Linked DNA regions of Sus scrofa: region 2 is linked to region 1. Evidence: chromatin contacts called from public HiChIP or PLAC-seq data. All regions are on one chromosome and are shown on one strand. The core of a region is the stretch at or near the end of the contact, and the rest is flanking DNA. Distances in the headings are between cores, read along the strand shown. Region 1 has its middle 33 kb from the start of SEPT9. Region 2 overlaps LOC100516105 (a long non-coding RNA gene).

Region 1 (4,896 bases), core at 294-2,793:
AGTTGCCCCCTGAGTGGCCGGTGCTGGGGACACGGCGTGGACTCAGTGAACACTGCGGGTCGGCTGCGCCCTTCTCTCACTCTCCGGCTCACCCCGCCTCTGCGTCCAGCCTCGGCTCAGCTCATGAACTAACACGGCCAATGGGGGCTGCCAGGTTTTTGGTTTCAAATGATCCCCCGCTTGCGCCAGCATGCTTGGAGTTTTAGGCATGGTTGGGAATGGACATTGAGCCAGACTGTGCCGGGCTGGGGTGGGGGAGGGAAAGCCCAGGGTCAAAGCTGTGCTCAGCAGCTGCACCAACCACAGCAAGAAAATCCAGCGCCTGTGCAGCAGCCAGCGCCCGCGGGAGGTAGTCGGGGTGGCAGGCTCCTCGGCCTGGCCCAGCCTGCTGTCCTCCTCCCCACGCCCCCCATGGCCTGGCCTGGGTCTGCCAGCTCCTGGGGCCTTCCTGGACCTGCTCCCTGCAGCGGGAATTGGTACTGGGGAGTCCCCTATGGCATTAGAGGGGTTTCTTCTTTATACGTGTTCTATAGTTGCTAAATTTAATACACTGCATATATACTACATTTATAATCAGATAAGACAATAGGATTTTATTTTTTCGAAATCAGAAAAGAGGTTAAATCAGTCAAAACCCTTTCATGATTCCCATTGTTCTAACTCAGCGCCTGTCGGGGGTTGGTGGAATGCGATGTTTTAGAATGAAGTGAAATCATACAGGGGGGTCTGTGGTGCCTCTTGGAGAGTCCTGTGGCGGCTGTGACAAATGACCGCCACCTTGGTGGCTTAAATCAACAGAAATCTGTCCTCTCACAGTTCTGGAGGCCGGAAGTCTGAAGTCCAGGTCGCAGCAGGGCCTGTTCCCCCCAGAGGCTCTGGGGGAGAAGCTGTTCCCTGCCTCTTCCAGTTTCTGGGGGCCGCCCGCCTTCTGGGCTTGTGGCTTGTCCCTCTAGTCTTCAAGGCCAGCATCTTCAGTCTCTCTGCTCTGTCTGTGCACCCCTCGTGTGTGTGTGTGTGGCAGGGGGATCTCCCTCTGCCCCCTCTTCGGAGATGGCGTTAAGGACCCAGGACAGTCTCATGATCCTTCATTTAATTCCACCTGCAACTGGACTCTTTCTCCACATAAGGTCGCGTTGACAGGTGCTGGGGTTAGGCGGTGAGAACTCTGGGGCCGTTATTCAGCCTCCCGCAGTGCCCCCAGAGCCCCTGGGTCCTCCTTGGCTGGATCTCTGTCCCCACCTTCCCTCGCAGCATAGGCAGCTGTCCTCCAGGCTCTGCTGGGGGTGGGGGTTGCTGTTTGGTGTCTCCCGGAAGATGTCACCCCCACCTCCTCGCAGCTGCCCCGTACACACTCACAAGAAGATGCCATGCTACCTAGGAGATTGCTTTGGGGACTGAGCCTGGTCAAGAGGGGACAAGGACTTTGTGCCATCCAACAGAGAACTGTGCATGGGCCTCTTGTGACACAGCCCATGTGACTGTGGGGCGGGAGGGACTGCAAACTCAGAGGCCACCTGGGGGAGGGGCCGGCAAATAATGAAAATGAGTCAAGGGACTGTGGGAACCACAGCAAACCAGAAAACGTGGCTTCATCTAAAGGGGTAGCACCCTTCCAACCAGCCCGGTAGGCTCGTCCGGGCAGGAAGCTCCGTCCACGTGGCCGTATGCCCTCCCTTTCCCGAGAGAAGCGGAAAACCTGGAGCCCTCGGTGAAATTGCCCACGCGCCCGACTTTGGCACGAATGCGCGTTTTCTTTGAACAGGGTCAGGCGAAGAAAACCCGTTTCTGTGTCTCAGGCAGAGGGCTGCCAGTTTGAACCCTCGCGGTGAAGGAAGCTTAAAGACAGAGGGGATCCCCCCAACCCGCCCCCCCAGCCCAGCCCCCAGCCCAGCCCCCAGTCCTCACTCTGACCACGTGCTGGCCCCTCATGTCGCCAGGTGAACCACGGGGAGCAGCACTGAGCCCCCAGCCTGGCCTGGCCCCGTGTCCCCGCCCAGAGAGGCGCTGAGTCTGGGGAAGTCGGTGGCAAAGGAGCTGCGCTCGCTCCCCGGGACAGCTGGAGACTCACTGACTCATGAGCGTGTGGTAGGAATCTTCCAGGAAGTCTCCATCCCTCGCTCCCTCCACTTGGGCGGGACGGCCAGCTGCCTCTGTCACCGCGGCTGAAGGGACACCCGGGTGTCTGCAGGGGTGACTTCTCCGGGCTCATCCCCCTCAGGTGTCCTCCTGGCCGGTCCCCCGGCCGCCGGCCTGGGGTGCGGCTGCCCCTCCTTCCAGCTGGGTCGGAGTTGGGGTGACTGGCCGAGGTCGGGGGCGGGCAGGCAGCAACCAGGCTTTTTAAACCAAAGGAAATCGCGGCATCGCGGGGCGAGGGGGCGGGAGTGAAAGACTTCGCAAGTCGCCAGGAATTTGACTCTCTGAGCTGGTTTCCAAGAGGCTTAAGTGAAGCTTCTCCAAGTGGATATTAAAAAGGAGCAGCGAGAGGAGAGGAGCGCGGGGCGGAGGGGCTGGAGGGGGTGGAGAGAAGGCCGGAAGCCGCGCCGCACCTCTGGAGCCACCGCGCACAAAGCCCCGCCAGCCGGCGGTCCTCGCCCGCCCGGAGGACCCTGGAGCCCCCGGCGAGCTTTTCAAGGCCCACGTCCCGCCCGCGCTCCCGCCTCTCCTTCTCCTTCTTCTTCTTCCTTTTTTTTTTTTTTTTTAAATTTTCTCTCCTTCGCTCCCTTTCCTCTCGATTCAAAGAGACAATGCTACTTCAGTTTGGAGCACAGACATATGATCAGCACATGGAAATGTGGTAATTTGGATGCATTCGTGATTGCAACAGATTGAAGAAATTAGACCAGACAAAGAGTTTTGGAGGAGGAGGCGGCAGAAGAGGGAGGGCGCCGGGGTGAGAAAGGGGAGGACGCCTCTGGAAGAGGGGACGCCGGGACTCCCGCCTGCTGCTAAATATACCCGGAGTGATGGAGAGAGACCGGATCACAGGTAGGCAAGCGGCCCTGCCCCTCCGCCAGCCCTTCCCCCAACTCACAGCTCTCTTTGCCCTTCGGGACTTCGGCACTCAGGGGTCTCTGACTCACTTTTGTGGGTATCTTTCTCTTTCTCTGACTCTCCGAGGTCCTGGGACCTAATGCCCGGAAGAGGATGCTTTGCTGAGTCTGGCTTTTATTTGAGTTCGCTCTCCCTCCCTCCCTCTTTCTCTTTCATTTCCCACTGTGCCACTTTGGCATCTTACGATGCCGTGGGCGCCGAGACTGTGGGCACTGAAGTCTGGGAAAGGGTGGGGGGACCTGCTTCTGGCACTGGGGGTCTGGGGCGGCGGCACGGGGAGACCGGCGGTGGTTTGTTTGTCCACCGTGTGGTTTGCGTGTTCACTGCCAGCCAAAGTCCGGCTTCAAGGCCGTCTTGGTCTCCTTCCTGAAATAGCATTTGGTGCCTTCCCGGGAGTTGATTACAGGGCTGGGAGCTCCTGGTGCCCAGAGGAGACGTGCAGATGCCTCTGTGTGTGTGCGTGTGTGCGCGCGCGTGTTCGTGCGCACGCATGCATGCCCACGCGTGTGTGCGCACGCATCGCATGGCAGAGAGACCTGGTCCTGTACTGCAGGAAGCTTGGGGGGGTTAACCGGGGTGACTCCCGCTTGAGGATGTTGGTGTCACTCAGATCCGGGGCTCCCTGGATGGGGGAGGGGTAGTGATGACCACGGCCACCGAGGGGAGCTTTAGGACAGAAAGCTCTGGGCTGTGGGCTCCGCTCAGCCTGGGCAGAATCACTGTTTAAAACATCTGAATATCATGTTGGGGCAAGGAGTGAGGGCAGACGGCTGCTCCGGGGGCATTTCCAGGTCCTCGGGTTGGTCTCCGCGCCCCAGGTGTGATCTAGGCCAAGTGGTTCACGTTGGCGGCCCCCACAGAGCGGGCACAGAGTTATCCAGGCAGTGGTGGGGGGGGGGGGGCGCAACAAGTGGAGAGAAAGGAGGCCGCCCCTCCTAGGTCACCCCCAGTCGAAGCCTCTCTTTCCCAGGTCCGGCCTGCCCAGACCCTTCCGCCAGGCGTGGCGTCCTGCGTCGGCATCTGACACCACAGAGTAATCCCAGTCATTCCAGGGCCTGCCGCTCACAGCTCGCCCCTTGAGCCAGGTGCTGGGGTGCCCCGAGCTGGCCTGAGACATCCTGGGGCGTAAGCCTCTGGACTTCAGCTGTTCCGAGCTGACCCCTGGGTCATAGTGAGGATAAGAAAGATAAGACTGTCACCCCACCAGTGCCGTTGGCCCGTCTGTTGTTTGCCGCCATGCAAGTTGGTGGGGGGCCCCCAAGGGGCCAGAGGGAAGGCGCACGCATCTCAGGGGCTCCTCCGAAGACGACCCCTTGCTTGCGGCTCCAGGGCCTGGTCAGAAGCCAGTGAGATGTCAGGGCGGAGGCGGCAGCCCGGGGCGGGGGGAGGGCAGTGTGTGTGCCCATGCCATGCTGCTAGGCACACACAAATGGGCACTGAGACTGGCCACCAGAGGTGGGGCAGCTGTGGAGAACAGCAGAAGGCACGGCTGGCGAAAGCACATCTTGTTTCTGTTTGCGCCCAGTGTCGTGGGCCAGCTGGCATGGATGGCGCGTGGGGCCAGGGTTCCCTGTGCTCTGCCTGGCAGGGCGGCAGGGCAGGGCCCTGGGAGGATGGTCACTCCACTGGCCTGGCTGGCAGGGGCCTCTGGCCCAGCCTTCATTTCTCAGATGACCGAGCCAAAGCCCAGCTGGGTGACCACCCGGGCACCAGAGAGCGGAGGCGCAAGGCTGGGAGGGGTCCCTCGGGAGTCAGAAGTGACGGCAACGTCCTGGCACCTCCCGGGCGGAACGAACTCTGGCGTTTTTCATGCACCAGACAAACGGTCGTCTCTGCGCCGTCACA
Region 2 (4,826 bases), core at 937-3,436, 150 kb before region 1:
CCCTGGACGCCCTGAGCAGCCCGCCTCCGAGAGGCGTGGTACCCACCCGCCTGATCACTGCCTTTGAAAGAAAGGTTCCATCCCTGGCCTCGCTCGGGGGTTAAGCAGCTGGCACTGCTGTGAGCTGCGGTGTGGGTCGCAGACGCGGCTCGGATCCCGAGTTGCAGTGGCTGTGGCGTAGGCTGGCAGCTACAGCTCCGATTTGCCCCCCTGGTCTGGGAACCTCCATATGCCTCAGGTGCAGCCCTAAAAAGCAAAAAAAAAAAAAAAAAACCCCAAAACAAAAGGTCTTGTCTCCAGCACGCCCCCTGCTGGCTGGAAGAGGCAGGGCGGGGGCTAGTCCACCTACGGAACTCATCCTTGGACCCTGGGGGGAGGCCCTGGGTGCCCTAAGGATGTTGCTGTGTGGCCTGTGCCCCGCTCTCCACCCTGCCCCCCCCCATTCCCATCCCCCAGAGAGAAAGGAGGGCAGGGAGCCGGAGACCCAAAGATGGGATTCCATCCTGTGGTTGTTGGGCTCCAGCAGCTGCTCCACCTCTGGATTCAGTGGTTTTTTTTTTTTTTTGGCCACACCCACAGCATGTGGAAGTGCCGGGACTAGGGATGGAACCTGTGCCACAGCAGTGACCAGAGTCACAGCGGTGACAATGCTAGCTGCTTAACCCCTAGGCCACCAGGGAACTCCTACATTGTAACATACCTTCAGCTGGGTTTCTTTAGCCTGTACCAGCAAGACCCAGAGAATTCCAGATGCTACAGGACATGTCCTGAAGAAGAGCAGAAGTCAGAGGGTGGGCAAGAGAGGTGGGGCCAGGGCAGGAGGCTGGCAGGTGCATTGTGGAGGAGGGGGCTTCTCTTCCTCTGAGACCGTCCTAGGAGCCGCTTGCAGCCCCTGGGCTGGGGCCAGAGGGAGGCTCTGCTTCAAGGACTGCCGAGTGGGCAGCGAGGAAGGCCCCCGCTGAGAGGCAGGAGACAAGGGAGGAAGGCAGCCCCTGTCCTGCTTCTCTCACCACCCTCCCTGCTGGAGAGGAAGCACACCAGACAAGCCGTCAGCTCCAAGCAGGACACCTGGCACTTCCAGTCCCCTGATTAGGATGTAGCCCAGCAGCCCTGGCTGCCAGGGGGAATAGCACTCAGCCCTGAACAAGAACAAAGCACCGACATGCGCACAATGAAAGAACCTGAGGGAAATAAGCCAGGCCCGAGGCCACAGAGGGCAGGATTTCACTCCTACAAAGTGTCCAGAATCAGCAAAGCTCAAGAGACAGAAAAAAAGAGTAGAGGTTCCCAGGGGCGGGAGGAGGGGTGTCCTCCAGGAGTGATGAAAATGTCCCAGAGCTGCACAGGGCCGCTGACCGCGTGCCACTGCACAGGTGCTGAGAAAGCAAAAGGAGCTCTTCTTGTGGCACAATCCGGCCTTGTCCCTGTGGTGGCGTGGATTCAAGCTCCAGCCCAGCCCAGTGCATTAAGGACCCAGCGTTAACACAGGGACTCCTTATGCTGCTGGGCAGGAGGGAGGCAGGAAGGAAGGAAGCAAGAAGGAAAAGGAACCCACCTGCAGCAGCTCGGGTCCAGCACCGTGGGAGAAGGCTCTGGCGTTGCCCCGCCTGTGGTCTACATCACAGCTGCAGCTTGTGTGGATTCAGTCCCTGGCCTGGGAACTTCTTTATGCTTCAGGGGCAGCCATTAAAAAAAAAAAAAAAAACACCCAAAAAACAAAAAAACTGAACTGCACACTTTTAAAAAAATATTTTGGCCGCAGCCACAGCATGAGGAATTCCTGGACCAGGGATCAAACCCTTGCCACAGCAGTGACAACACTGGATCCTTAACTACCAAGCCATCAGGGAACCCCAAACCGCACACTTTAGAACAGTTGAAATAGTGCATGTGCGTGCTCTGGGGTTTCTACAAGTACTGTCTGCTGTCCCCAGGGACCAGTGCCTCTCAGCTTGTTCCCAGCCCTGGTTGCACGGATTTGATCAGCTCCGGATTTCTCCCCCAACAAGCCCCTTTCCGAGTTTTTTGAAATACACCGAAAACTCAAGGAAAAATGTCAGTGACAGACACGCAACATCTGACACAACGTGCTCCTGGGGCTTCACATGACCGGCTAAGCAGACCCGCAGCAGCGCCCTGGCCGGGAGCCTCGGCACGAACATCGTTGCTTCACCGACACTGAGGTACCAACGGGGAAGTGACCCGCCCAAGGTCACGCGGAGGGTGGCGGCGCAGCCTCCGGCTACTCCTGCCGGTGGGGGCAGCTCGGGCTGGGTCATCTGAGCTGATGGCTGCCACTCCTGGAATGGCCCATGCCTCCCTGGGCACCTGCGGGAGGGCCCGCAAGGCTTGCCCCAGTAACCGCACTTCCAGCCCGGCCTCGGCGGGCACGACAGGCCGGGCCTTCCAGGAACTGAGCTGCACGGACAGGGCGGAGCAACAGGCCGTGAGGTCGAGGGTCGCCAGGTACATGGGGCAGGTACCTGGGTCTGGAGCAAGCTGGTCCAAACCCAAGAGGAGCTCTCAGTTCCGCAGAGAAGACACGGCCCCGAGACACCCTGACCACAGCGCAGCGACGGCAAGAGACGCCTGAGGACAGCACTGCGTGCACAACCGACACCGTCACAGCCCACAGCACGGGCTGGACTTCCTTTCCCCCTTTACCAACAGACAAGAAACACTCGCAGACACGGGGCTCGGAGACCTCTCGGCTGGAAGCATGGCCCCATCGGTGCCGGCAGAGCCCCCAGCCTCTGTGACGACGGCCCCTGGCCGTCAGTGTGTGTGCACACTGGGCGGGGGTGGTTTCACGAGCACCCAGGAGCTGGGGGGCGGGAGCCGAGGGACTACGTGATCGGCAGGGCACTGGCAGCCCGGAGGGGGTGGCCTGGGGCAGCCCCAGCACCGAGCCCCGAGGCCAAAAGCTGCTCAGCCCAGCAGGTGGCTGGCAGTGCCCGGTGAAGCGGGGACCAGGCCTGCAGGCCGGAGGGAGGTCAGCAAGGGGTGAGCGGCGCACCTGAGGACCCAGGGACTGCGGTGCTGCCCCCCCCCCCGGGGGGGGACCCGCTGCGATGCAGTGGTCACACCTGGGAAATTCCACCGAGTGAGGCACCCCCTCCCCTGACCAAGCTGCACCCTCCTTCCTAGAGCACCTCCCGCCGTCACGACAGAGGCGACAGTCACCTCCTCCCACCCGCCACCATTTCTTGACCGTTGACGCCCCTCCAGGCCCCAGGGCTCACCCTCGCACAGAGGAGCACGAGGGGCTCTGGAAGTCGCTCTCTGGTCGAGTCTGCACCTCGGGGACAGAGGCAACGTGGTCACTGGTGTGGAACCCGTAAGGTCTACAAACTCTCCTGGGGTCTGAGTCCTTTTATTCACACTCATACAAAGCAGGGTCCTAGGCAGGTCCGCATTTAACAATTAAGTCAGTAAGAAATACACCGAACCGACCAGGGAGGTCCCGCAACAAAACACCACGCTTCCGCGCAGACAAACGGACAGAAAGGAGACCGGCGACTCCGCCCCCCGTGCGAGCACACCGCTTCCGAGAAACTCACCTGCAAAGAAAGGACACGTGATCAGTTTTTACTCTACTTCCAGAGTCTGAACATTCAGGGGATTTAAATCTGTTAGCACAAGAAAACACCCCCCCCAGTCTAAAGTCTTCACGCAGAACGTGAGGTGGACGGCGCCCTGCGGTGACCCACCAGCCCCGTCTTTCCAAGTCTCCAGGACATACCCAGGGTCTCCCTCGCCAGTGCCCCAGGCACCCAGACCCCCGGAGCCCTGCACACCTGCACAGGGCCTTCCTGAGAAACCTGCCCTCGGCAGGTGGGACAAAGCCTCCGAACTCAACGCCGGCCCATCTATCGCGACACCTCCCCCTCTCTCTGCTGTGTCGTCCCGTCTGCCCCCAGCTCTTGGGCTCCCTGAAGCCTCTCAAGCCCTTTGCTTGCTTCTTGCCTTGGCTGCAAAGGCCTTTACGTTGTCACGGGGCCGCATCCTGCTGGGTCCCCCGGGAATGCTCCCTCCTGTTGTCCTGGTCACCTACTGACGTCCGCCCCCTGCGTTCCCATCCCGACCACCAGGGACCACCCTTGGCTTGACACCCCCGCAAAGCACAGACATAACGCTCTGCCCACTGTCGTACGTCAAGAATGGCTTCACCACCGCGTGCTGACACCAGGCAAGGACGGGAGGGGGAGCTGCCTCGCCCAGGAACAGGCTGAACACACCGAGAGTAAGGAGCTCGGTGAGCGGTCGCGGGTTAGCTCCCAGGAAGGGTCCCCAGAATTCCCACTGTGACTCAAGTGGTCAACAAACCCGACCAGTATCCATGAGGACGTGGGATCGATCTCTGGCTTCGCTCAGTGGGCTAAGGATCTGGCGTTGCCATGAGCTGTGGTGTAGGTTGCAGATGCGGCTCAAATCCCATGTGGCTGTGGCTGTGGTGTAGACGGGCAGTTACAGCTCCGATTCGACTCCTAAGAACCTCCATATGCTGTGGGTACGGCCCTGAAAAATCAAAAGGAAAAAAAGAGACTCTCCCCAAAGCAGAACCCGTCTCAGCAGCTGCGCGCCACGGTTCCAGGAAGGGTATCACTGCCCCCTCGGGTAAGTTCTGGACCTGCGCCATCCCATCTGGCGGCCACTAGACACATGCAGCCATTTACACTTAAGTTAACATTGAAAACCCAGTTCCTGGAGTTCCCGTCGTGGTGCAGTGGTTAACGAATCCGACTATGAACCATGAGGTTGCGGGTTCGATCCCTGCCCTTGCTCAGTGGGTTAAGGATCCAGTGTTGCCATGAGCTGTGGTGTAG

Evidence for each region. HiChIP or PLAC-seq counts read pairs in DNA pulled down with a chosen protein or histone mark.
Region 2: a contact with region 1 is called in an H3K27ac HiChIP or PLAC-seq map of alveolar macrophages. The contact joins two enhancer-like sites. A contact is called at or near these places in 3 of 47 Hi-C or Micro-C datasets (embryonic fibroblasts and liver) and 1 of 2 datasets of contacts at active chromatin or transcription factors (alveolar macrophages).

The regions. Positions count from the first base shown.
Region 1 is chr12:4,377,613-4,382,508 of Sscrofa11.1, reverse strand. No RefSeq gene overlaps it. Among named protein-coding and RNA genes, the nearest start is that of SEPT9, 33 kb to the right of the region's middle. Within about 2 kb of position 1,543, at least 38 of the 83 cell types and tissues checked have an H3K27ac peak or open chromatin away from gene starts, as enhancers often do. A contact at or near this core is called in alveolar macrophages, where this site is marked.
Region 2 is chr12:4,527,826-4,532,651 of Sscrofa11.1, reverse strand. LOC100516105 (a long non-coding RNA gene) reads right to left here. Exons shown (of 2, transcript XR_297633.3): 2 at 3,339-3,560. Among named protein-coding and RNA genes, the nearest start is that of SEC14L1, 41 kb to the right of the region's middle. Within about 2 kb of position 2,186, at least 2 of the 83 cell types and tissues checked have an H3K27ac peak or open chromatin away from gene starts, as enhancers often do. A contact at or near this core is called in alveolar macrophages, where this site is marked.